Regions from separate parts of the Mus musculus genome. Here regions 2, 3 and 4 are each linked to region 1. A link is a contact called in public HiChIP or PLAC-seq and promoter capture Hi-C data. All regions are on one chromosome and are shown on one strand. Each heading gives the region's core, a stretch centred on a gene start, on an enhancer-like site or on the middle of the called end of the contact. The rest is flanking DNA. Distances are from core to core; before and after follow the strand shown. Region 1 holds the start of 6030443J06Rik (RIKEN cDNA 6030443J06 gene). Region 2 holds the start of Fbxl13 (F-box and leucine-rich repeat protein 13). Region 3 overlaps 5031425E22Rik (RIKEN cDNA 5031425E22 gene). Region 4 overlaps Lhfpl3 (lipoma HMGIC fusion partner-like 3).

Region 1 (6,610 bases), core at 2,371-4,870:
AGGGCGGTGAGGGAAGCAGCTCGTTGTTATTTCAGGGTCTACATTGTGCTGTAAAGGCCAGCGCTCCAGCTGGGTTCAGCTTCTGTAAAGCAGCTAGTCTTGCCAGTTTTGGCAACAGTGTCCCTAAGATCCCTTGAGGTCTGGGGGAGATAAATGCCATGATGAATATTGTCCCTTCTAAGTCCCTTGAGACTTCCTCAGCCTTTGTAGATAGTTCCTTACTCAAACTCACTTCAGTGATTTGAGTTTTTCATTTGTTTTCCTCTAGCACCCAAAGTAAACTTGTATTTTTCTCTCGAAATATTATTATAAAGAAACCAAACTACTTTTGAATGTTGAAACTCCTAGTGAGAACTTTATTTACTAGAGAAGATTACTTACATTAAATAAATGTTACATTTATTTAGTAGGAAGATACCAACAATATTTGCTTTCACATTCATTTCCTTATGTAGAACACTCATAATGTCTGTTAAAAATAAGTATCTTGCTTATTTTTGTGCTATTTTTGACTCAAATAATAGTATTTTTTCTAAGCATGTATTTGGGCATCTATAACAGAAACAAATCTCTTCTTACATTAAGTGATTGCAAAAAGTAATAAAGTATTAAAAATATAATACATTCCTTAAACATAAAACTCCTTACTGGATTTTCATGCTTTTATTCAACAATTATCTCCAGGATACTTCATAGACAAGTTTTCAAATGCAAGTTTTCAGAGCAACTCAGCAGGCCATCTTAAATATGCATCCTCGGAGCTAAGGCAAGACCAGAGTTAGCAACCTGAAGCTGTGGCCTGCACATCTGTTTCTGTGTACACACTTGCTGCAGATCACAGCCATACCTTCTCAAATAGATATGGCTTACTGCTGGCTTAGGACATAAGTAGGTATATGATAATATTCATAAATAAATAGCATCTAAAATACTTCTATAACTGTTTATAATAAGAACTGCAATTCATTTTTCATGCGTTAACATTTAGTACCTAACAATCCCAAAGCTGACTCTACTTGCCCTGGTTTGCAGATAGAGAAGGCACTGGGTGGTGAAATAAATTGTCTCGATTCATTCCGTCTCTAGTGACGTAAGAATAAAGGTCCACATCAGGGTTAGGGTTATTCTTACCTCTAAAGTTTTCAACAATGTTTGTGTTACATAGGTCTTCCCACTGGCAGTGTGTCCATAAATAAAGATGGACGGAAAGCTGAAATGATGTCTCTAAGAAAGAAAAGACAGGATAACACTAAATCCAAGTTATTTCAGTGGTATATACATATTCTTTTTTTTATTATTATTATTTGGTTTTTTGAGACAGGGTTTCTCTGTGTAGCCCTGTAGTTCCTGGCTGTCCTGGAACTCACTTTGTAGACCAGGCTGGCCTCGAACTCAGATATCCGCCTGCCTCTGCCTCCCGAGTGCTGGGATTAAAGGCGTGTGCCTAATACTTTAAGTTGAACTTAAATTCAACTCAACGTGTGTCCCCTTATGGAATTATCCTATAAAATTATAAGCGACTGAGCAGCACAGATACCAGTGTCAAACAGGGTAGACTCTGATGGCTTCAAACATCTACTGGGGAGACATAAATTTTTAAAATAATTTCAGGTATCATTTCATAAGCAAAAAGGAAGCTCATGACTTTTTGTTTTTCTTTCTTTCCAAAGCTAGATGAAATCTGGAATCCCATCACACTTGTATACATCTACTCTTTGGAGCCTACTACAGTATTCCCTGCCCATACAAGCTTCCATTGCCGTGATTAATAGCATGCTCAGAGGCGTCCTGTGGAGGAAAGGGTTTACTTCAGCTTGACGGTTATAGTTCATCATGAAGGAAAGTTGGGGCAGGAATTCCAGGCAAGAACCTAGAAGCAGAAACTGAAGCAGAGGCCACGGAGGAAGGTGTCTTAATGACTTACTCAGCTTGCTTTCTTCCCTGGAGTTGTACCATTCCCAGTGGGCTGGGCCCTCCCACATCAATCATTAATCAAGAAAATGTCCTACAGACTTGCCTACTGACTATCTGTTGGAGGCATATTTGTTTTCAGTTATGTTCTCTCTTCCCACGAGGGCAAAACTAACCAGCATGCTCCCCTTTTAAACAACGTTCACATTGTCACCTAGAGTTGAAATGAACTCTGACTCCACTGTCACTTAACTTTTCCCCAACATGTGCCACAAGACTGAATCTGGCACAGTGCCACACACAGAGCCAGTGCTCAGAAAATACACACTTGCTAAACATATAAATTAGTCTTCTACGAGCATAGCTAGCTCTTTTTTCTTCTGTAGCTATTTGCTATAGTGGTTCTTTGTATTTCCCACATGCAAACTTCCTTGAAGAAAAATATTGTTTTTGTTAGATGTAGTATTAAATAAGAGCAAAGGTGAAGCCTTTTCTGGGACCCACTGCTAAATCAGCCCTACCTATCTTATTTTGCTAATAAAGTATTCCTCAAAAAAAGAGGAGTACTTTTGGTTAGAATAATCTGGGTTTATCAAGTCCAATGAAGGAATGTACAGAGCATAAACAATTATACATTTCAATAATATAGGTAACTATAACTGAAAGCATTATAACTAGGAACTACAGATGCAGCTGACCTCTAGAATTGCTAACATGACGCCTTTTAGATGGAGGGAAGTACTTTTCCATGACTATTTCATCTGCCACCACAGACGCACTGGATCCGACACTCTGCTGGATGAAAGTACATTTCTAAAGGAAGACTAAATGGCTATTTGTATTTGCTCATCTCCCAGATAAGATCCAAGTGCAATCAATTCTAATTAATGAGCACAATGCAAGGCAACTGAGAGAAATGAATGTTACTTCAGCCTGTGTTCACTTCAGAGGCTAACCTCTCCCCTCTAAATCATCTCATCTGGTCGGCAGGGAGAGAAACCCAAGCGAGACTTCTCCTGGCTTTTATAATTCTAGAAAAGCTGAAGGATTTTAAAGGCTAAACCACAGCGTTACCCTAATTGGCCTTGAAGCCAATCACCTCTCTGTATTTGACCCAATCTATACCTCACTACAACGGGCGAACTGGCGTTTAGTAAACACTCTGCAAACAGACTTCCTACCCAAACCCTGTTCTGCAGCAACTTGCAGTAGCTATTTGGGGCTCACATAATCTCCAAAGTGTGGTCCAAGTAAAAGGAGCACTTCCTAGCCGACGTCCTGTAGAGCAGGCCAGCTCTTCCTCTGCAGTCTCCTTTAAAATAGACTGAGAAGTTTCTTTGGGTAAGTGTGGGGCAGTCATACCGCACCTCCATCTTAACATAAGGGGGATAGCCTACCGCCTCGCAATCCACACAGTACTCCCCCCAAACGGAACGGATCCAGGACGCATTCGCCTCTGGCATTTGGGAAGCAGTCTGACTACAATACCTCTCCAAACAGGGACTGCAAAGTGGACACTTGGGCCTCTCGACAGAGGACCATGCTCTCCAAGTGAGACATTTTGGCGGGCACCACCTGATACTGCAGAGCAGTTGGCCTCCGGTCAGCCCTGCGCCACTCAGGCGTGGTTCACGTAGAACAACCGCAAGCTTTCCGGCCGGAAGCCTGGGCTGGGGGCGGAGCCAGCGCGGTCGAGTGACGTCAGGGAGCCGCGCGACAACGTGGGCCGCTCTAGTCTCCAGGCGGCGGTGCTCAGTGGTCGGTTACTGGTAAGTGGTTATCGCTTCCCACTCTGGCCTGAGCTTTCCAGCCTGAAACCCTTACACAAGCTGAAGGGCGACCTGGGGGCACCTCACCGCCCACCTTCTGTGTCTTCAGTTCCCTCCAGAAAGCCGCACACATAAAAGTACCGACAGAAACGAGTATTCTTTAAAAAAAAATTGGTTTTCCTCTGGCAAGAAAGTGGACAATGGGAACTCTGTGGAACTAACTAAATAAAATCATTTGTTTGTCTTTGCAAGCTTGAAACTAGATGTGGAAGTATTCGAGTGTTAGTGAGGGTAATCAGTAAAATTAACGTTGTCCTTGCACATTTATAGGACACCTGGAAGAAGAAAAGCCTTGAAATGAAAGAATGTATAGGAATAAGAAAATTCGTGTCCAAAGAGAGGGCTTTGGGTCCTGAAAAAAAAATTTGGTCTGGAAACATTGACTCAACTTTTTCTGAATTTTGAGATGTTGGGAGAATCTTTGAACCGTTTATTTATAAACTTCCTTATATAGAACATAAGGACTATAGTAGAGTATTTTTAAGAATAAAAGATAATGTACGCAGTGTCTGCTACACATAGATTTCATAAACAGTGCAAAAAGACAAGGAAAACACGGCACCCATATTAGAAAGAGGCCCATTATGTATTATTGAACAATACAACTGCCTGTGGAGGAAATCTAATTACCACACACACACACACACACTTTGGTTCCAAAGTGGTTGTACAAGTTTGAATTACTACCTGCAATGAAGAAGTATTCCCCTTACTCCACAGCCTCTACCATAAGTAGTTAGTGACAATCCTTTCCCAATCTGTAGGCTGCTGTTTGGTCCTGTTGATAGAGCCCTTTGCCTTACAGAAGCTTTTCAGTTTCATGAGGTCCCATTTATCAATATTTGATCTTAGAGCCTGAGCCACTGGTGTTCTATTCAGGACATTTTCCCTATGCCAGCGTGTTCATGGCTCTTCCCCACTTTCTCTTCTATTAGACTCAATGTATCCGGTTTTATGTTGAGATCCTTGATCCACTTGGACTTGAGGTTTGTGCAAGATGATAAATATGGATCTATTTTCATTCTTCTACATACAGACTGCCAGTTAGACCAGCACCATTTATTGAAGGTGCTTGCTTTCTTTCTTTCTTTCTTTCTTTCTTTCTTTCTTTCTTTCTTTCTTTCTTTCTTTCTTTTTCACTGTATAATTTTGGCTTCTTTTTCAAAGATCAAGTGTTCATAGGTATGTGAGTTTGTTTCTGGGTCTTTGATTCATTTACTTTGATCTGTGAGTCTGTTTTTGTATCAGTATCACACAGGTGTTTTGTATCACTGTTGCTCTTTATTACAGCCTGAGGTCAGGGACTGTGACTCTTCTGGAAGTTCTTTCATTGCTCAGGATTGTTTTGGCTCTCCTGTGGTTTTTGTTTGTTTGTTTGTTTGTTTGTTTCTTATGAAGTTGAGAATTGCTTGTTCAAGGTCTATAAAAAATTGTGTTGGAATCTGTAAATTGCCTTCGGTAGGATGGTCATTTTCACTATTTTAATCCTGCCTATCCTTGAGCATGGGAGAGTTTACATCTAACTGATATCTTCTTCAATTTCTTTCTTTAGGGTGTTGTTTCCCTATTTTTTTTCTCAGACAGTTTATCATTTGTGTAAAGGAAGTCTATTGATTTCTTTGAGCTAATTTTTTATCCAGCCACTTTGCTGAAGTTGTTGATCAGCTGTAGGAGTTCTTTGCTAGAAGTTTGGGGATTGCTTATATATACAATCATATTGAGAGGCCAAGCATACTCCATATTGGGACTGGACTTGATCTAAAAGAAAAAAAAGTTTAAGCACTTGATCTGTAGCTGAACCCAAGTACCAGGAAGGACTCCATGGCTTTTCCTTGGACATGAGTTCCTCTGGTTCCAACCCAGCTCAAACCGGTCAAGTCCAGTTCAGTCTGGTTCAAACCAGTTCATTCTGGCATCCACCGCCCACCACCAAGTCTTGCACATTCCTTTGCCCTCTTCCTCAACTCTTCATGTCCTGGGGTGTTTTCCTGATGGGGCCACGGTGGGGCTTTTGGTGTGGGAATCGAACTCGTGACCCAGTTCGCCAGCCTGTCTGCCCTCTTGATGTCGTTCCCCGCGTGGCGTCAGGTGGAGAGGGCACGGCTTGCAGTGCATCTCTTGGCACTACTGTCCTTCTTGTAGTAGAGTGTAGCGAAGGCAAAGATGTTGAGGAAGGCTCCCACCGTTAATCCTCATGCTCAACTCCTTTGAGTAATCATACTAGAGCCGTCTGGGCCCAGGTCGGGATCCCCAGCCAGGCATCCCTACCTGGGCAGTTTTGAACCCGGAGCGATGGAGGACGAGAACGCGGAGGATGACTTTACAGCAGGGCACCTTGTGGCCTGGCGCGGGAGCCAGGGTGGGGGGAGCATCATGGTACTGAGGTGCCGGACCAGCTCCAGCCAGAACCCCACTTTGGTAGCGCGGTAGTGGTCCTCCTTGCGAGGCTTCTTGATGTGCAGGTACAGCTGAACCACGCGACCTCCTCAAACTGGTTGGGGTGCATATGGATGAACTTGGTGTCCTGGGGCCCTGGTTAGTTGGGGTTGTTGTAGTTCCAAAAGATCCTTACTCACAAGGACCACAGAGACTGCCGCCATCGCAGCAAAACACATGAGGATTTTTATTGATCCAACATGTTGGGGACTCCCCTCTCAGCATGCGGGCCAGAGGAGAGACCAAGAACAAAGAAAGAACACACTTTTTATACCATTTTAAGGGGCAGATTTGAGCAACATGGTTCTCATTGGTGTAGCAAGTAACCCTTTTAGGCATTGGTTGGTTTGTATAGTGACTAAGTAACCCTTTGGCCTAGTGACTCACTTTGCTTGCCCCCATGGTGGGTTATTATGATTTGGTCAGCAAAGTAA
Region 2 (6,610 bases), core at 2,258-4,757, 900 kb before region 1:
CTTAGACGGCAAGAACATCTTATTAGATTCTAGTGATGGGGAAGGCTAGCTCGATGTAAGTGCAATCACATGATCTGAGAAAGAGACAGAGAAAGAGTATTTCCTGACAGAATAATATTACTTTTTTATTTTTATGCTTTTAACATTTATTTATTTGTAGATTGACAAACTCATTTATTTACTGTGTGTGCATGTGTGGAAGTCAGAGAACAACTTTCAGGAGAGTGACTTACTAAGGAGCCAGTCTTGATCACCGGCCTCTACGTGGGTGGACGCATCCTACATAGAGTAAGACACTGGAGAGTGGTCAAAATTCCATGGGAGGAAGACTCTTCCTCAGCGAACTGACAAAGCTCAGCTCTCATTCCCAGCTCTGGGTCTAAAATGAAGACTGGGTCCAGGCAGAGGATAGTCTGCCACTAGTAGAAAGAAAACCAGCCAGCTTTTGTGATCACTTGCTCAGTAACAAATATGTTTGGGTCTAGGGTGTTCATGAAGGAAGCTGGGAGCCAGCTGGCACAACTCTAAGAGAGATTCACAGGAAAAGGGGAGGACTCCTGCAGCACAGCAGAGCAGCAGCCAGCTTCATCCGCCTGGATCGAGCTCAGCTCTTCCCTCTAGAGTGAGGAAAGGGAGGACTTTCTCTGCTGAAGAATGCATTGTGGAGAATGTCTACTGTTCTCTTTTACTTGATAGCCAACAAAAAAAAATCACTCAGTGTGTAGAGGTAATTACTGGAAGAAAAGAAACAACAGACAACAGACCCAAAAATTATCCAGATGTTGAAGGAACCTGTGTTTCTTCTTGTTTTTGTTTTATTCAGGCTTACCAAGTGTCTTGAACTCAACATGTGGCCCAGCCTGGCCTCAAAGCAAGCCTCTTGTCCTAGCTCCCCAAGAACTGGGATTATAGACATGTGTGACCAGCTTTCCAGAGAGTGATTTTTACAAAACAATCATTAACATGTTTGAAAACAGGAGATTATAGCAAAATAGATGAAAAAGTATCTTTATAATTTTAATAAGTGGAATGCATTAAAAGGAATCAATGGGCATTCCAAGACTGAAAAATACATTATCTACAATTAAGATTTCACTTATTGTATTCAACAGATGGGATGAGATGTAACAAAAAGCAGAATTAGTAAAGTTAGCAATCCACTAAATAAGTCAATGAAAAATATCCAAAATATCATCCAGAAGACAAAAAAGAGGTAGCTGGACAAAAGCTAAAACAGAGGACAAGGGTAGAATTTTATTATATTCATGATTGGATTCCTATAATAGAAAAGAATTGGGTAAAAATAACAATAGATTTAAGTAATTGGTTCCAAAACCAATGAAAATTAAATATCAATCAGCAGATTCAATAAGCTTAGTAGATCAGGCAAGTGTTGTGGTTTTGGTTTGGTTTGGTTTGGTGTTGAGGTTTTATTTTGCTTATTTTTTGGTTGTGTTTTTTATTTTTGAGTCTTACCATCCCTATGCCTGGGCTCAAGCAAGCTTCAGCCTCAGTCTCCCTGGCAAGTAAGAGTTTACAAACCATTACAAACCACTGGCATGGGTAGGCTTTGGTTTGGGTTTTTCCTTTATCAGAGTGTACACAGGTTTGTAGGGAAACAGTGTTGTGGATGGACAACTAGGTTTACTTAGAACACACAGGCAATGTTCAGAAGAGGTCAAACATGCATAGATAACTGCAACAAGTACAAAGTACAGAGAGACCTGGCAGAATAGAAGTCACCTTAATGGTCTGAGGGAAAGTGAATGAGTGTGCCCAAAACCTGTCTTGCCCCTGCTGTTAATGTGTGAGCAGAGGTGACTGAAGGGATCATCTGGATAAAATCACGGGGAAAAGCCATCCTAAAAGGAAGTGTTGTGCCCAATTGCCCTGGAGGTTGAATGGCACTCTTCTCTCTCCCTTAGAACTCCCTCATTCGCCCCATTTCAGAACTCCCGCTGTATCACCACATAACATACACCGCGTAACATAACATACAGATAAATGGGAGTCACCAGTGATTTCTCAGCTCCCTGCCCCCAGGAGTACAAAACCTGGTTTTCAATACCATACTGTCCTCCCGAGGCAGGGCAGAATGAGGGGACTGGAGGGGACTGGAGGGGACTGGAGGCGGAGGTAGAGGAGGAAACCCTGCTCCTTCAGAACTGATCTACTTTCACTGCTCAGAAAGGACTTTAAGTCTGCGGGTAAGAACCTAATGGACTTCAACTGTGCTCACTTGAGGCTGGGTGCTGTATCTCCAGACACTTCAACCAAGGATGTCGAGGCCAGTAATTAGGCTCTGCTTACATAAGGTCAAAATGACACATTATCTTGAATTCCTGGCCTCCCCACTCCCAGAACTAAATGAAGCTGTTCATAAATGCACTATATGTTAGTTACTGAGAGAAAAAGAAACTTCGGTTTTTAATCTAACTTTGTTACAGACTATACTCTTTGGGTGATGTTAATAAAAGGGGAATGTTTATCCTTCTGGGACTCTGGGGTGGTACCCAAGGAGGGTTTTCCCTTCTCCTCTGATAGGGGGAAGGGGGTAGTGGGGGAGGGGCTTGTAAGGGACTGGGAGGGGAGGAGAGGGGTGGGCTGCAATCGGGAAGTAAGTGAATAAAGAAATTAAGAAAGAAAAAGAAAAGGGGTAGTAGTTTCTTGGCAACATTTAGAAATGTAACCTTGAAAGTCACAAGAAAAAATACTGATGTCAGCATTGTGAAGACAACACTTAAGGTCGACTCTCCCTTCAGAAGCCCGCAATTGTCTGACCAGGTGTGTTCTACTCTCTCTACTGGAGCACCTTTGTTCCTGCGTTTAATGAAGCCAGCTTTGCTTCATACAAGTTGGCCCCGAAATTCATTTCTTTGTTGAAACCAAGACCTCAGGTTTTGCTTGGTGGCGATCTCTAAAAAGGTGTGTTGTGAAGCTGTGTGTAGAGGCAGGTGACTCTTCTTCCCTCCTGCTAACAACGAGGCGGGGCGAAGCCTACACCCAGAACCCCTCAAGTCTTTTGTCTTCAAGTGGCTCACCACTCACTTCTTGCTCAAGACGCTCTTCCATAATAGAATTTAGTAGTTGACACTTGGAGATTCCAACCCAGGCCCTGTGCTCTTTGCGCCCCCTGCAGATTGTCACTTTCCCCCGTCCCCTTCCTTTGTCATCCCCACCTGGGCTTGGTTTTAGCCACCGGCACCCTTCGGTCTTCTCTAACCTACCCTTCTCTCTCTAGTTACCCTAAATTGACTTCAAGCTTCCCCATCCTGCTCCTTCTTAGCTCCAGTTCCGGGAATCTCCTTGCCTCTCCCAGTTTTTCCCCGCGCCCACTGTGTGAGAGGCTATGTGGCTGCAGTACCTCACAGATTTGAGGAATGTACTTGTCCCTGAAGTAGCTCCTTAGCCTGGGGGTGGCACTGCGTAGTGAAGCCATGGTCAGAAGCAGGACTCAGAATGCGTTTCATAGGTTACTGCTGTTCACGTTGAGGAGGAGAGACGCGCCGGAGCGTTGCCTAGCAACCACAAAGGAGGTGCCAAATAGTCCAAGCCTTTCGCGAGATGAAGAAAGAACCTAGCAGGGAGGGGGCGGGGCAACTGGGGCGGGGCGGGGCGATTGCAGAGGGGCGGGGCAGAGAGGGGCGGGGCGAGTGCAGAGAGGCGGGGCAGAGCGGGGAGGGGCGGGGCAGGACAGTACAGGCCGGGGCCGGGTAAAATGAGAGGGCTGGACGGGAGAGTGAGTGTTGGGGCGGAGCTAGGGTCTGTGTTCAACGCGCCGCAGTCCCGGTCTTGGTCCAGGAAAAAGCTGCTTGCACTAGGGGCATCCCGCCTGCCTGGTGAAAGGAACCGCAGCACACAGGGTGGGAGGGCTTCCGATTTTAGCAGGGCGGCTTCCGGAAGGCGGAGCTCCAACCCCATTTCCTTTCTCTGGGCTGGTTCTGGCCCAGCTGCACCTGCGTGTGGCCCTGGCTCCTCGGCTCCCTGCAGCTCCGAGGCAGCAGCATGGGTGGCGCGCGGGACGTGGGCTGGGTGGCAGCAGGGCTGGTCCTGGGCGCCGGCGCCTGCTACTGTATCTACCGGCTGACTCGGGGACCGCGGCGAGGCGGTCGCCGACTGCGCCCTTCGCGATCCGCAGGTGAGGCGATGGGCTGCCCGGCAGGTGGACTGGTTCGGGGCTCCGGACCCACCTCAGGCCAGGCTGGGTTGGAGGTGCCCTAGACACCCGCGACTGCATGGGGAGAAAGGCTGGAGGTAGACAGACGACTCTGGAAGCCCAGGTTGCCTTGGGTGGGTCCTGAGCCGCTTCCCTGCTCCCACTTCTTTGTTTAAAATAAGAGCTGAAAACATTGCCCGAAGTGTCCTGTTACTTCCCTTCGGCTTCACAGCCAAGAGCTGAGGTTTCTCCGAGCCAAGTAGATTGCCTCTCATTTTAAAGTTTTACCTGAGCTTTTGTGTTGTTATCAAAGAGATGCCCCTTACTGTGAGAAGGTTCTCAGGGGCCTCAAGCCTGGGTTGAAACTTTGCTCGTGCTATGTGAAGAATGGATCCCTGAGATGCAATTCTGCCAGCACTTTGTGGCACCTGTCCTGGGAAGTACCTTTAAGTCATCCGTAGCGTCCCTGCAACCGGGGTGTGTGTGTTGGGAATAAGAACCACAACCAACAGGAGACACACCCTTCTAAAAGGATGGCTTAAGTCGTGAAAACTGTTGGAAAAACTATTTGAAATAAAACCTGCCAACCAATACCTGCTTGCCTCAAAGGTAGAGAAATATATTTGTTTTTAAACTGAGGTTGGTGGGAGCTAATTGCCCTTCCCTAGAACAAAAATAAGGCACCTTTAAAGGCAGGTAGAAAACACATCTTTGGGTTGTACAACTAGCATTTACTTTTCAAAATTTGCACTTACTAGAAGGGACCAGGAACAACCATGGATTTATATTCCAGCCTTCCATTTCCTCCAGGAAATGCTGTAAGAAAGGGGAGTGCACAGAACCTTCCCCTTTGGTCACAGAGGAAAGCAGTTTTTGAAAATGAGCATTTGCCCTTACAAAGCCTGATTTGTAGGGTGCTTGTTTGTGTGTGGGTTTTTTGTGGTTTTGTTTGTTTTTTCTCTCTGTCAAATATTTCTATACAAGAATACTTTGGTGGGTTTTTGTTGTTGTTGTTGTTGGTGGTGGTGGTGGTCTTTTGTTTTGCTTTTTTAAGGCAGAAGATCTGATGTGTCCCTGGCCTGGAACTCACTGCATAGCAGAAAATTTGAACTTCTGATTCTCCTGTCTCCATCTCCGGGGTTGCTGGGTCTGACAGCATCCACCACTACACTTTGGTACTGAAAAGAAAACCAGGGTCAGACAGCTTTAAAAATCGATTGCCCACAGCCCCTTCCCAACGTTCTACCCTTGCATTTGAGAGAAATCTATTTCTTCTTCTCCTTAAACTGTTGAGAAGTGTGTAATTCCTCCTGTGAAGTTTGTTGGTCCAGGAGAGGAAGGTGTTGCCTAGCTCTAATCCCAGCCCGAGTCCACTGAGGTAGGATGATCACGAAATAGTGCCAGTCTAGGCTAACCTGCCTCCAAAAACAAGTGTATTCCCCAAACAAAGACTCTCTGAGGCCATTGAAAAAGATGGAAACAGTATCAAATAACTCAACTTGATGTAAGACCCTGACTTATATAATATAAACTCATTCAATCATTACTAATGAAAATCTATCAGGGAAATAAGATACAGAGCCCAGATGGACACATATGGAGAATTGATAGAATTATATGTTGTTTATTGTATTAATATATTTTTTAAAACTACATGCTATTGTATAAAAGTTATTAAAATAGTATTTCTGACAACTTGTAACAGTAAGAATAGAAGGAATGGGGCTGGAGAGATGACTCAGAGGTTAAGAGCACTGACTGCTCTTCCAGAGGTCCTGAGTTCAAATCCCAGCCACCACATGGTGGCTCATAACCATCTGTAATGGGATCCGTTGCCCTCTTGTGGTGTGTCTGAAGGCAGTGTACTCGTGTGTGTGTGTGTGTGTGTGTGTGTGTGTGTGTCCCCACTGGGAGGGGGACATCTAAAGTGCTTAAAACAATGAACAATGCCAGGCAGCCATCTACAGAGCCTCTGACATTTGACTTAATATTTCTTTTCTTTATTCTTTCAGACTCTGGCCAAAAGAAAAGTGTAAGCAGGCGTTCCCACACACTGCACCTCCCTGGTCCTCAGTAGCGCCTCCCCTCCCACGGGCCAGCCTCCATGGCTGACACCACTTGCATTTTTAAAGCCATGACCTTCCTTCTTCCTCTTCTCCCATCTCCCTCTTCCTAGCAGATGCCAAGATTTGTAGCTTGCCTGTCCTGTGGTTTTTCTCTTAACACATGAAAATTGTCCATGACCTTTAAAAAGCCAAACAACTGTGCCCAGTATCAGAGTATATGTTTGAACATTTCACACATTAACAATAAAACACATTACTGGTGAGTTTCAATGAATTCTAAATGGCTTCCTTCTTATGCAGAAGACCTAACCGATGGCTCCTATGACGATATCTTAAATGCAGAGCAGCTTAAGAAACTTCTGTATCTGCTGGAGTCAACCGACGATCC
Region 3 (6,610 bases), core at 2,078-4,577, 870 kb after region 1:
ACAGATGCAAAGAAAACCAACATGCTCCCAGGCTGCAGAAATGGTATGACTATCTCATTAAGCAGCAGCTTGTGGCATGGCTCTGCAGCTAAAGGCACTCTGTCTGCAAGCCTGGTGACCCGAGTTTGATCCCCAGAATTCACAGTAGGTTGGAGAGCAGATTCCAAACTTGTCCTCTGCCCCTTTCCAACTTAATAACGATGGTCCTAGAGAAATTAGAGTTATATCTAGGAATTATTCTTTCCCATTGAACATTGCTCTCATTCTCTCAACTAGCAGAATTAGAACACCTGCTTCTTTACCTTTATTAATATTGGCTATATCAGGCCTCAAGTATCTTATTACACTCAAGACCTTAGATTTGCAATATATAGAACTAGGCTCCTCCTACATTACTAGGCTCCTCCTACATTACTAGGCTCCTACTGTGTCAGGTGCCCACATTACAGCTCCTTTAGCTTTAGATGATCCCAAGCTGGCACTTCTATCTATCATCACTTTACACTAGGAACCTGAAACCTAGAAATACTGAGGAGCTACAGCGCAAAGGCCACAGCCTAGGTCATCTCTTGGCCAAGTGCAAACTATTGTAGCAGGAAAGGGTCTCTTTGGATGCAATGGAAAGCAAAACGAATTACACTGCGGTGGTAAACAATTTAATCTCTTTTAGCTAAAGATAAACTATGCTTTTATAAAGTAACCCACTAGAGGGCGCTAAATACACAAACTGCGACCAGGGCTTTGCAAATGTCAAGTCTCACACTGGTACAAGATATATAATCAGCTATGGCTTCAAGCCAAAAAGGCTCTCCTCAGAAGAAGCATGATGCATTTTATGATAAGGTGTTGTGTACCCTTGTCCCTCCAACTAAGGAAGAGAAGAACAACAAAAGACCTCAAGCCCCCCAAAGCTTGAAGCTGTATGTCGAGCAATTAATAATCTGTTTCTACTTGATACTGACTGCTGTACAAGGTGCCTTTCACTTAGGCGTTTTCTTTGCTGCATAGTGACAGAGAAAGTGCAAGTAACTTAGGTGGGAACAACTAGATTATCCAGTTAAGTTCACACCACAGTCTCTGTATTCAGGGTGTGGCACTGGGAATGAATGCACACAGTTTCAGCTCACACCTCGGTCTCAGTATTCAGGGTGTGGCTTGGGGGAATGAATGTGCGCAGTTTCAGCTCACACCACGGGTCTCGGTATTCAGGGGGTGGTGCTGGGGAACGCACATACTTTACTACTGAGCCCTAAGGTCAAATCCTAGGAACTAAATAGAGACACCATTTCTTTTAAATTTTATTTTAGACAAGTAAAATTCGTACATATTTTTAAAAACAGAAACAAACATTCATATTTAATTGAAATCTAGAGAAAATATCTTCTACCCAGAATGCCTGATTTCTGAATATTTTTATTTTTTGATTTATTGACGTGCCACCTTTTCTTTCCTCAACAGAATACTCATTTTATGCAAGCAACCAGATTTACAAAATATATTTTATTATTCTCCACTGTCACACATTTTCACTGAACATTTAAGGTCACAAATAGACAGGCAAGGTGATCCAGCACCCTGACAGCTGCAGGGCACTAACACCTTAGTAAGTGCACACAAATACATACTGAGGTTTTTTTTTTTTAAAGCAAAATTAGGATTATCTTGTAAATATCACTTCAAGGCCTACGATAGCCATCTTTCCACATCAGCATTTTTAAATGATTGTCCGTGCAGCGTTGCCAGGCGAGTAGTACTGAGCCACAACTCTCCTCGCCTGTTTCATTTTGGTTTGTATTTTTACTGTTAACATAGCTTACATAAATAGTACATCTTAAGTCTGTACTAGATTGACCTTTCTATTATTTGCAAGTATACTCTACTGTGTGGCTTCCTCCCCATCAACAAGGCTTTAAACAAGAGGGCTCTTCTAATCCCAATCAGACTGTATTTACACTTTACAGTTCATATGCAGTTTCCCATTAAATGTTCTAATGTACAAAGAACTTCTGGTTCAACTGGTGTGGGGATCTGACATTTTTACCTCTCTGTGTGAATTGTGGATGCTGGCTGTGTCATTCAGTCGTGGGTTTGGTGTCCTGCAGAGATTTGTAGACAGCAAGTGTAAAGAAATCAAACCCCCAGCCTGAAACAGGGATGGTCCAACTGTTCCCTGTATATTCCAACCTGGTGGGTCCGCGGTAAAGCACAAGTTTGGGGTTATTTTTTGTGTAATAATCTTTTACTGTTTAAATCTTCATCGCTGCCTCCTAAGTTATCCCAAACACATTATTACATCGTTAGTGCACCTAAAACAGCAAAACAACAACAAACCCCAAGCGACTTCACTCCTGCTTTTGTCCCCTAATCTATACCCAGTTCTAAACCACCTAGCCAAACAGTGAAGCCGCGCCCTAAAAATAAACGGGCACATGTGTGAAAACTTCTAACACCTAGAAACCTACAATGTACTTAAACTCAGCCTGATTTTTCCCTGTAAACTAAAATCATGGTAGGACTACCCAACTTGGCCTTGTCCATCACCCTACAGCATATTTATTCAGTATGGACCTGCAAAAAAGGAAGCCACACAAAAAAGAAGCATCCCTTAGAAACCAGAAGCCAGTAAAGTCTGCTTTGGAGGGATCAGTTATACTGAAGAGCTGTCAAAATACACACTCATGTGCTACAGCATGCTTCTCCATACCTTCATGTTTTAGGTGGTGATACCCAGCAAAGTTAATCATCCCCCCGCCCCCGCAACTCCCCCACCCACCATTCCCTTCTTTCTCTGTTAGTTACTACTGCATATCTGGTATACATTATCTCATTTAATCCATCAATCTAATTTAAGTGAGAAAAGGCTGGACTAAAGAGATTATATTTCAACAAGGACACTGCTCTACTTCCCCAAACTGAGCATCATGAAACTAACCAGGCATGATGTAATTCTGTAACCCAAGTCCTCAAAAAGATCGGGCCAAATGCAAGACCGCTTCAAAAACAAAAGCAAAAAAATTGTTATTTCCACTGGGCGCAGACTAACCACCATCAGCATTTCCGGAAGATGGCGGCTGCACTGGGCTCAAAATGTGAGCTGGAAGCTCAGACGACCGAGTTAAGCAGGAAGCTGCACTACGGTGCTTTACAGCGAGGATTAAAGAAGGGATAAGCTCGGCCGCTGTATGTAGCCTCGTCGCTCTGCTCCGTGAAGGTCCCAGGAAAACGCCGCCCGGCTCGAGCGCCGCGCACCCGGCCAGCCTGCAGGCGCAGCTCCCGCAGCTGCTCTCCCGAGCGGAAGGGCAGCCGCCGTGACGCAGACAGCGCCGGGGAAACGCCCTGCTCTGTGGTACAAGCACTCGCTCTGTCACTGTGGGACTCAAGGCTTGAGGTCTAGAGCACAAGCCCACGCTATGCTTCGCCAAGAGGTGTTTTTCCTCTGGTGTAAAATTTGGCAGCCACAACGGGGTAGCTTGGTTTTATCCATGGTTAGGACACGCCGGCTATAGGTATTATACGGTAAAAGCCCGATTACTACAAAAGGTCAAAACTAAGCTACTGAACCACTCGTCAATCAAACCGGGCTTAAGAGAATGGATCCTCAGTACTTCTCACTAAAGAAAAATCCTTTCCTACAGCTTTTCACTCAGGCCACTTTTACTGGACTAATTTCTAATGTCAGTTAGGGAAAGGATCACTCCAGTTGAAAGCTACAAGAACATTAAACGCTAGAATAGCTAGCTGCGCGTTACAGGCATGGTGATGTATGCCTGTAACCTGAGCTAGAAACAGGAAAAAAAAAAAGGCGTTGATCTTTTGACTACCAAGTGATTTCGAGGCCAGCCTGAATTACACGAACCACGCCTCGCCTTTAAAAAATAAAATTATTTAGTCCCATTAGGGCACCATTATGTCTAAGCTTCATTATTTGTCAGCCTTCTCTTAGAATCTGAACACCTTGCACAGGATTTCTAAGCAGGAGTGTCCATGGAGAATTTAACAGGATCTGTGCACTATGCTACTCTACGCACATTAACAGCATTCCGAGAAGGGATCCGCCTTTCAGAAGCATTAATTAGGATGGATTTCTGGTTCCGAATTCCTGCAGTGTATTGTGCCAAGCCTGTAACTCTAGAGGCAGTGTTGAGTTGGTGGTCAGTCAGTCTGAGTCACCTGAGACCTCGTTTAAACTCTTGCCCACCCTCGTCCTCGAAAAGCAACCCACATTAAGGTCATGTGGACCATGGAGTCAATCTTATAAAAAACCTTCTCAACCTATGTAAAAGCTAAGTCTCCAACTCCTCATACTTCCTGAGAGCCGGGGCTGCAGTGATTTCCCACTATGCCTAGATTTTCTATTAGGACTATTTTTCAATTGTGGCTGGGTTCACAGACTTCTACCCTAACTTTTGCTGGGGATTGAGCCCAGTGCTTTCCCAGAGCTACGCCTCACTCAGCCCCTAACCCCTCCCCTTCCCTCAGTACTAAGAATCAAACGTGCTGGAACTGACGAAGACTACATTTCAACTCAAGGCAGGTGATCTCCTATGTTTGAGGCCAGTCTAGTCTATAAAGCAAGTTCCAGGCCAGCCACTGAGAACTTGTCCTCTAAACAAGACAAACCCATGACCTGAAGCATACTAAACAAGTGCTCTACCATCAAGCTATGACCAAAGCCCTATATAATCTAAAAGCCCCAGTAACTGACCACTTATGGAGCACATCTGCTAATATTGAGCTGACTAGATAGGCACTTTCTCTAAATCTGTTAAATCATTTGTTGCAGCGAATCCCCTCTCGATAGAATCTTCAGAAGTGTACAAGTCTCCGTACAGTGAGTTTAAAGTGTGCAGTTTTTCCGTTCTCAGGAAGGGGACTATTAAATCTCAGCTGTGATGTGGCTGTGTGTAGCTGCTCATCCCAGCACTGTCAATACACAGCTCTCTAAAGCCAGTGACTGTTCAAAGCTGCTCCTCTTTATCAGTTTGTATCATGCACTGGGCTATTGTAATTGGGGTCTTTTCATAGGGAAATCTGTATTGCAAGTGCTTAGAGATGCAGCTTAAAATTCAAATTTTACTTTGGATAATACTGACTTGATGCTTAGGTTGAGGTAATTTGCTAAAATCGGGGTGGGGGGGGTGAGGAAAAAGGCAGGCATTTCAGGATAAAGGACTGGAATAAAAGTGTGTGACTATGTACTGTCATGTCAGTAAAACTAGCTGGCTACATCTAGTAGTATAATCTCCAAACATAACAGCAATACTTTCATATATGGCAGTGTCACTCTGTGACATCTACTAGGCCTGAAACCACATGGTGGAACAGATCATATTTGCTGCTTCTGAGTACTTATAAAATTACACTTGCTAAATTTGTACACTGCCTTCCATTGCTAAAATGTTCTCCCTAAGACAGGCTCTTTAATCACCCTTTCCTCCCTCCTCTCTCACGCAGCCATCTTTGGAGACAACTGTACAGAGGCAACACAGACTGTGTAGGGGGGTGTACTTATTTCCCAGGCCTTTGAAAAAGCAAGCACTTTTAACTACTAAGCTATTCTCCACTCCTATTTTTACAACTTAAACAAAGCATCAGCCCCTTTTATGAAACAATCAGTAAAAACAAAACAACCCAACACACTGCTCTTTCTATAATCAGGCAGAAAACCTTTGCCAGCTCCACCCCTAACTTTTCTTACTGTTAGTCCTGACTGACCTGGAATTCACTATATAGACCACTTGGGCCTTCAATTTGGATCCACCCGTCTCTGCCTCCGGAGTGCTGGGATTAATACAGCCCATCTGGCTGACATAATAATCTTTGTTTTTAAAACTTCCATCATTGTCAAAGGACGATGCTTGTGGGATATGCATTTATGATTAATTTTTAAGTCTAACATAGCTTTTGATACTTTATAAAACGCTTATGTCACAGGGTCCATAATGTTATAGGAAATCTTTACTGTGCCTAACTTTATTAGTAACCTGTCAAGTAATGAAATATTCATGGTGATTAGTGATGGTAGTGCATTAAACTCTAACTTTGTAGTCTTATTTTAACTTGCATTTTTTCTTAAAAAAAAGATATTGGCAATACCCTAGGGAATGTTGTATCATCAACTGTCTAGGTATGAGGTTATACTATAGACACACATACTAAAGTAACATGTATGTATTCTTTAGTCACTATGATGGCATATCTTTTCTTTACCTTTCTTCCTTTATGTCAGCAAGATATGGGCCCATATTGATAATATAGTTTAGACTTACTGGGTTGCTTGGGTTTGTTTTCAGAGACAGTCTTACGTAGTCCAAGTTGGCCTCGAACTCCTGATCCTCCTGCCTGCAGTCTCTCATGTACTTGGTTACCTCAGGTTACCTCACCTGATAAAACCTACTTTTGTGTGATGCTAGGACCTGAACCCAGGGTATCACACAGGATAGGCAATGGTATAATCACTAAGCAATAACCTTTATGATGGTATGTAATTCCATCTAGTGTCTGGGACATCATATATATAAAACCATTGATATATGTGTATACCTATCCATATCACCCATCCATTAACCAATTCTGAACATTTGTATTCTCCCTGTTTTCTTATATATAC
Region 4 (6,610 bases), core at 2,833-5,332, 650 kb after region 1:
CTGAATGACATCTGCCCAAGATCTTCTGACTTTTAGAGTGTCTGTTGAGAAGTCTGGTGTAATTCTGGTAGGTCTACCTTTATATGTTACTTGATCTTTTTTCCTTACTGCTTTTAATATTTTTCTTTGTTTTGTACATTTGGTGTTTTGACTATTATGTGACAGGAGGAATTTCTTTCCTAGTCCAATCTATTTAGAGTTATATAGGCTTCTTGTATGTTTATTGGTATCTCTTTCTTTAGGTTAGGGAAGTTTTCTTTTATAATTTTGTTAAAGATATTTAGGGCTCTTTAAGTTGGGAATCATCACTCCCTTCTTTACCTATTATCCTTAGGTTTGGTCTTCTTATTGTGTCCTGGATTTCCTAGATGTTTTGGGTTAGGAGCTTTTTGCATTTTGCATTTTCTTTGACTGTTGTTTAAATGTTTTCTATGGTATCTTGTGCACCTGAGATTCTCTCTTCTGTCTCTTGTATTCTATTGGTGATGCTTGCATCTATGACTCCTAATCTCTTTCCTAGGTTTTCTATCTCCAGGGTTGTCTCCTTTTGTGATTTCTTTATTGTTTCTATTTCAATATTTTAACTCCTGGATGGTTTTGTTTAATTCCTTCACCTGTTTGGTTGTGTTTTCCTACAATTCTTTAAGGGATTTTTGTGTATCCTCTTTAAGGGCTTCTAGCTGTTTACCTGTGCTCTCCTAAATTTCTTTAAGGGAGTTATTTATGTACTTCTTAAAGTCCTCTATTATCATCATAAGATGTGATTTTTAAATCAGAGTCTTGCTTTTCTGTGTGTTGGGGTATCCAGGGCTTGCTGTGGTGGGAGAACTGGGTTCTGATGATGCCAAGTAGCCTTGGTTTCTGTTGTCTATGTTCTTGCCTTTGCCTTTTGCCATCTGGTTATCTCCGGCGTTATCTGGTCTACTGTCTCTGACTGTGGCTTGTCCCTCTTGCAAGCCTATGTGTCAGTACTCCTGGAAAACCAATTTTCTCCTGTAGGAATTTGGGTATGCAGAGCTCTGGCACAGAGTCAGCTCCACGGTGCAGGCAGAAACCAGAAGGATCCTGTCCCTAGCTGCTCCTTGGTTCCTCTGTCTTGATTGTTCTGCGTGTCAGTCTTGGTCCAGGTATTTGAGCAGAAGTGGTGGTCTTATATGTGCTCACAGGTTTGTGTTGGCACTTCTAGGAAACCAGCTCTCTCCCAGTGGTATTTGGATATGGAGCACTGTGGCACAGATCAGCTCCCAGTACAGATAGAAACCTGAAGGATCCTGTCTCAGGGTGCTCCTTGGTTCCTGTGCTCTGAGGGCTCTGGACTGATTCCTCTGAGCTGAAGTGGTAGTCTTACCTATGCTCACAGGTGAGTCCACACTCCTGGGAGGCCAGGTCTCTCCTGGCAGTATTTGGGTATGAAGCACTGTGGCACAGGATCCATGACTATATCTCTTAGAAATCAAACAGATGCTACAAGATAGACAGCTAAACAAGCCCCTAACAGTGACAAGGACAAGTAGTAGACACAATAATATGGAGGATGGGACTCTCACAAGCCCCACCCCTCAACAAAGACCTACAGATGAGTAAAGACTGCTGAGAGAGGGAGGGTTAGCCTTCCCCACAGATGAACCCCTAATTGGTTATCCAACACCAAGCGATCAGTCCTGAAATCAGATACATATGAGAAATACTAAACAGATTCAACAGGTTACATATGCATACTTATACATAACACACAAATATATGTAAGTAATCGAAAAAAAGAGACCACAGATCTGAGAGGGAGTTAAGGGAGGAAAATGTGGGAGCAGCTAGAGGAAATAACACCAGAGAAGTTGAAAGGAGAAAGGGCAATGAGGAAATGATGTAATTATATTTTAATTAAAATTTAAAAAAAAACTTGGGAAAGAATAAAATATGGATCTTTCAACCTAGGGCAACTAAATAATTTATTCCTTATTTAACAATATCCTTTTTCTTAAACATCACATCCTAGACAGGTAGAAGACACACCATGCTTTGAAAGTCTTAGCATGTGGTAAAATTCTGAGCAAAGTGTGAAAGTGCTTTCTACCTTCCACGTAAGGGATCAGATAAGCTAAGGTTGCAGTAGGTACTGCACAGCCATCTGTATTCTGCCCCTGAGAGTCTGCTACTAGATGCAGAGAAGTTTTCCAAAGGCAGGTCCCAAGACCATGACCAGGGACTGCTGTGTTTACTGATTCATCCTGGTTCTTGAGATGCATTGCCAGCATCTTTGGAATAGCAAACTTTTCATTTTTGAATTATTGATATTTACTTTTCCTACAAGTAATCTTTTGTCCTATATCAAATGAAAGTCATAATGTATATATCAAATGAGTAGCTTAAAGATCTATTCTGACAGGCAAGAGAAGTCTAACCCAACAGCATAGACAATCTTGTTGTCTGAGGTTAGGTCCCCATATTGAATGTCAGCCATTTGTGGGGCTGGTAAATCTTTTCTGAACAATAGCAATGAATGTGCTGTGCAGAGAGTTGGGTGCTGGGATATAATGAGCAAGTGTACACAGCTCCACTAATGAGCAGACAGTCTATACAAATTCAATTCAAGTGAATGGCAATAGTGCTCCATTAGTAAAGAAGCAGGCCATACCTGGACACAGCGTTTCCTGAGGAACCCAGGATAAGGATACAATGAGGAGTGTCAAGAGAATCAACAGAGAGAATCGATGATAGGCCTTATGGGCCAGGACTGCATTCAAGGTCAACAAGATGTCATTGCAAGGATTTTAATTAAGGTGGTAGGGTCTCACTGAGGCTTGGAAAAATGGAAACCAAGTTACAAAGAACAGGGTTAGATGTAAAGGCACTGGAAGGGAGGCCACACTGAGTACCACAGGAAGGAGAAGATGGTGTATAGAGAAATAGGTAGCAAGGACACAGAGAGAAGAGCTTGGTTTAAGAGAAGGCTCTGAGGTAGACTCTACAGGCTTGATGGGAGAGGCTAATTCATCTCCTGAAGTCTGAGCCACTGGAAAGATGATTCGCTGGTGATTGGGGGAAAATAGTATCCACAGAGCAGTGAGTTTGGTGAAGCAGAAGAAGGCTACATGGGGAAAGGCATGAGTTTCTTTTGTGTAGGATAACTCCATCATTTTGTCCAAATGGGCAAACATTTGGAAATAAGATATACTATTAGTGCTGCAGCAACAACATAAATTAAACCCATCCCTAGCCAAAAAAAAAAAAAAAAAGAAAGAAAGAAAAGAAAAAGAAAAAAAAAGAAAGGTCATTCCAGCCTCCACAGAAAGTCAGGATAACCAAATGAAGATGCCAAGCAGACAGTAGATATATGACTTTCCACTTAAGGAGAAATCGCTGAAGTATTTTTCATCAGGAAACCATTTAAGGAAATTGTTTCCAATTGCTTTGTGATGTGTAATTAAGGTGTGTTTATGAATGTTGTCATATAGATGCCAAGGAGAACTGGCAGCTGAAGATCATTGCTCAGTCTTTCCCTTATAGCACATTTTATGTTCAGAAGTCCAACAATACCCTGGGTGTGCCAAAGGCAACTTTCTTTATTTTGAAGCTAGAGTCTGTATAAAATCTGGTGGAAGGCACCCTGCATCCTACTAATGGAGGCCTGCCAGAAAAGCAAAGGCTGGTACGCACACATCCACTCTCCATCCTTAAAAGAAAGAAAAATAGTTAAAAAAAAAAAAAAACAACAGTATACTGACTCTACATTGGTGGCATCATTTGCTGGGTAGATGACAGCATGTTTTACTGTGGCTGTTACAGTCATTAGCAATTATCATTACTATTATGACAGATGCCACGCTGGTGCCAAGCATCCGTCTTTGCCAGCACTAGCATAAATGAGTGCATACATTAACGTTCTTCCCACTTTTAGTTCACAATCATCTTGGAAGCTTAAACCTGAAATAAAATGAAGGTTAACTTAATGCTGACACCTCCTGGCTGATAATATCAGCGTAAGAGAAAGCAACACATTCAGCAGCTGAGGGATCTTACAGTGAGTCTGCAAGTTAATGTTCCACCAATAAGAATTTGTTACCCTGAGTTCGATAATACAAAGAATTGCTTGTAAAGAGGACAAAGTGGGCATTCAGGAGCACCCATTGCATCCCCTGAGGCTTCTCTCCAGGAGTCACCGTGATGCTCCTGCCTGTTGTAGCCGCTGTCTTATTTGGAGAGAGATCAACAACACTTCTCAGTAGCTGATGTTCAGTGTGATCTAGGACGCTTACATCTGAGCTTCAGTTCATTTTATTGGTACGAACATCACTAACAGTCAGTCAGCAGCTGCTGGGAAGGTTGTTATCTCAAAAGGAGAGAGAAACAGTCACAATGACCCAGTACTGTACAGCAGGGGGGATAAAGGAACCATAGATATCTGCATTAGCTTGGGTGTACTGCTTAGTGAAAGAAGGAAAATGCAAAGAATACATACAGAAGAAAATGGCCTTGGTGTGGTTTGGGGATGTGAATGTGGCTGGCCACCCCACAAAGAAATCCAGGTAGGAGACTGTCACTCAGAATAATGGTCACTCCAGAAGAGAGAGATGACCTGGGACTAGTATGGGACTAGGAGTGTCCTAACACTTGACATGGCCAGGGGCTAGACATATGTTCATTCCATCACTACTTGTTAGACTGTGTACTTGTGTTCCACATCTGGAAGGGTTTCTTTCTCTCTCTCTCTCTCTCTCTCTCTCTCTCTCTCTCTCTCTCTCTCTCTCTCTCTCTCTCTCTCTCCCTCTCTCTCTCTCAGAAAGATAAGAAGACCACATGACTAGGGATGGGGATAACTAAATGTATACATTTTAATGTTCTAATTACAGTGCTTTGTTCAAAGACTCCAGTTGGGACCCTTTCTCCTCCTTTCCAATAATCCTTTCTACCCTGTTCCATGCCCTGGGGTCTCTCTTGGGACTGGTTTCTGGTGCATAGCAAGATCATTTCTTCACAAATTGCAGGCCTGGCTTGTTGGAGAGTATGGTAATGTAGACACCACCTCATGCTAGTACTGCAGGTAGGTGGGTCCATCGTTGGAACTGTCAGGGTACCTCCTATCCCACTCTCCAAAGAATGAGGGATCCATGTCTGGAACTGTCTTGATAATTCAGGATGCAGAGGCCAAACCCCTTCTTCCCATACCTGAGCACATTCCATGCAGGACAGCCCAACAGGAATTAGTCCCACATTGTCCTATTATCTTTTCTAGGAGATGTACAAGTCTTCATCTTGTATTTGGAGTATAAGACAGAGTCTCTGTCCAAAAGGACAGCTTGAAGAACTGCATCTTACAGAAAATATTTATTCTTAAACCTCTTGACAGGTACTTTTAAGAGAAATATGTTAGCCAATAGAGTCTAAGACATTCCCCCAAATCAACCCACCAAGGCAACAAGAATCATCAGGTTGGGTGATAAGTGTGCCTAAAAAAGAAAAAATAAAAAACTCACACATATTCTAAACCTGATTTCTTTACCTTCATTTCTAAGCCTAGCAGAGTTACATGTTGCTGCCCAGGACTCTGTACTACCTCTAAGGGCTGCTTGAACCACTATGCTGTATGCTGATATTGCTCCATAAAGAGATGCCTTTGCTGAAGATAAGCAGATAGCCCATACAATGCACAAATGCCAACTGTAGTTCAAACCTATTCTATTTCCTTGGATTTTAAATCTTCACCTTTGATCTTAATTTTAGTCCTCTACAGTAACCATAGTAACTTCTTTCAATTGCTCTGGGCTGTTGCATAAAGGAGACATTGGCTTAATCTCTTAAGCTCCATTTGAAATGACACATTGGTCTGGGTGGCAACTTCCATATAAAATGAAAGTCAGAAGCCATTCTCCAGAGCACATGGTAGCTGTCAGACCTACTTGTGACAATGACATAAGGTCTGAGCAGACTTTTCCCAGGTGTGCAAGCATCTCACCTTGCCACAACTCCTCCTCAGTCCACTCTTGACTATTTTAACACCACTGTATTTGTCTAGAAAATATACTTTCCAAGCCTGTCTCACTAACCTGTGTCTTCTGCCTTCCCATCATCCTCTGTGTCAAGCATGATTTCTGATCAAGACCTAACTTTCAAATGACCAGCTTCTACTGTCATCTTGGGGATATAGTTTCTCCTTATGCTTTCTACTCAGTCCAAGCCCATCATACCCTGGCCACCCCAGCCCACAAGGATCTCTCCCAGTTGTCAGGCTGCAAGTCTCTGTCCCTCTGTCTCTCTAAGGACAACATTAGATGTTCATTAGATGATCGTTTTGTATTGATATTTACACCAATGATGACAAGTTTGCCAGTCCTTGTAGTGAGTGCCAGGTGCTAGTTATTTTCAACCTCAGCTTACAACATTCAACCCAGGAAGGGTTTTTTCCTCCTTATTGTACTGTACTGACCTGATCTGCCTGCTGGTTTGATCCTGCCCATCCAATCAGAAAAGACCAGGATTCCCCCTTCTCTCTCTCTCTCTCTCTCTCTCTCTCTCTCTCTCTCTCTCTCTCTCTCTCTCTCTCTCTCTCTCTCTCTCTCTCTCTGATTTAAGATCTTAACTGTCAATACAGTCTCTGTAACCCATCATTTTCCAA

The links. Promoter capture Hi-C pulls out the DNA fragments that hold promoters and counts their contacts. HiChIP or PLAC-seq counts read pairs in DNA pulled down with a chosen protein or histone mark.
Region 2: a contact with region 1 is called in a promoter capture Hi-C map of pre-B cells, with 5 times the contacts expected there. The contact joins the promoter of Fbxl13 here to the promoter of 6030443J06Rik in region 1. A contact is called at or near these places in 5 of 39 promoter capture datasets (3T3-L1-derived adipocytes, cranial neural crest, liver and 1 more), 1 of 484 Hi-C or Micro-C datasets (CD4 T cells) and 5 of 115 datasets of contacts at active chromatin or transcription factors (astrocytes, forebrain, memory CD8 T cells and 2 more).
Region 3: a FOXA1 HiChIP or PLAC-seq map of pancreatic cancer cells shows a contact between it and region 1. The contact joins the enhancer-like site here to the promoter of 6030443J06Rik in region 1. A contact is called at or near these places in 8 of 39 promoter capture datasets (the 3T3-L1 cell line, 3T3-L1-derived adipocytes, cranial neural crest and 5 more), 2 of 484 Hi-C or Micro-C datasets (adipose-derived mesenchymal stem cells and embryonic stem cells), 9 of 115 datasets of contacts at active chromatin or transcription factors (astrocytes, embryonic stem cells, forebrain and 2 more) and 1 of 9 other capture datasets (adipose tissue).
Region 4: a contact with region 1 is called in an H3K4me3 HiChIP or PLAC-seq map of embryonic basal ganglia, with 5 times the contacts expected there. The contact joins the enhancer-like site here to the promoter of 6030443J06Rik in region 1. A contact is called at or near these places in 6 of 39 promoter capture datasets (the 3T3-L1 cell line, 3T3-L1-derived adipocytes, cranial neural crest and 2 more), 4 of 115 datasets of contacts at active chromatin or transcription factors (embryonic basal ganglia, embryonic stem cells, epiblast stem cells and 1 more) and 1 of 9 other capture datasets (adipose tissue).

What each region holds. Positions count from the first base shown.
Region 1 is chr5:22,546,793-22,553,402 of GRCm38.p6, forward strand. It overlaps 6030443J06Rik (RIKEN cDNA 6030443J06 gene), which reads left to right and starts at 3,621. Exons shown (of 3, transcript NR_102315.1): 1 at 3,621-3,680. Orc5 (origin recognition complex, subunit 5) reads right to left here and starts at 3,546. Exons shown (of 14, transcript NM_011959.3): 1 at 3,400-3,546; 2 at 1,132-1,224. The coding sequence starts at 3,471.
Region 2 is chr5:21,642,098-21,648,707 of GRCm38.p6, forward strand. Fbxl13 (F-box and leucine-rich repeat protein 13) reads right to left here and starts at 3,508. Exons shown (of 21, transcript NM_001199632.1): 1 at 3,365-3,508. The coding sequence starts at 3,439. It overlaps Armc10 (armadillo repeat containing 10), which reads left to right and starts at 3,909. Exons shown (of 6, transcript NM_026034.5): 1 at 3,909-4,138; 2 at 6,523-6,610. The coding sequence starts at 4,006.
Region 3 is chr5:23,415,249-23,421,858 of GRCm38.p6, forward strand. The region is part of intron 1 of 5031425E22Rik (RIKEN cDNA 5031425E22 gene); the gene reads right to left. Among named protein-coding and RNA genes, the nearest start is that of 5031425E22Rik, 15 kb to the right of the region's middle. Within about 2 kb of position 3,328, at least 443 of the 459 cell types and tissues checked have an H3K27ac peak or open chromatin away from gene starts, as enhancers often do. A contact at or near this core is called in 3T3-L1-derived adipocytes, adipose tissue, adipose-derived mesenchymal stem cells and 9 more, where this site is marked.
Region 4 is chr5:23,193,214-23,199,823 of GRCm38.p6, forward strand. All of the region lies in intron 2 of Lhfpl3 (lipoma HMGIC fusion partner-like 3), which reads left to right. Among named protein-coding and RNA genes, the nearest start is that of Gm17434, 120 kb to the right of the region's middle. Within about 2 kb of position 4,083, at least 14 of the 459 cell types and tissues checked have an H3K27ac peak or open chromatin away from gene starts, as enhancers often do. A contact at or near this core is called in embryonic basal ganglia, where this site is marked.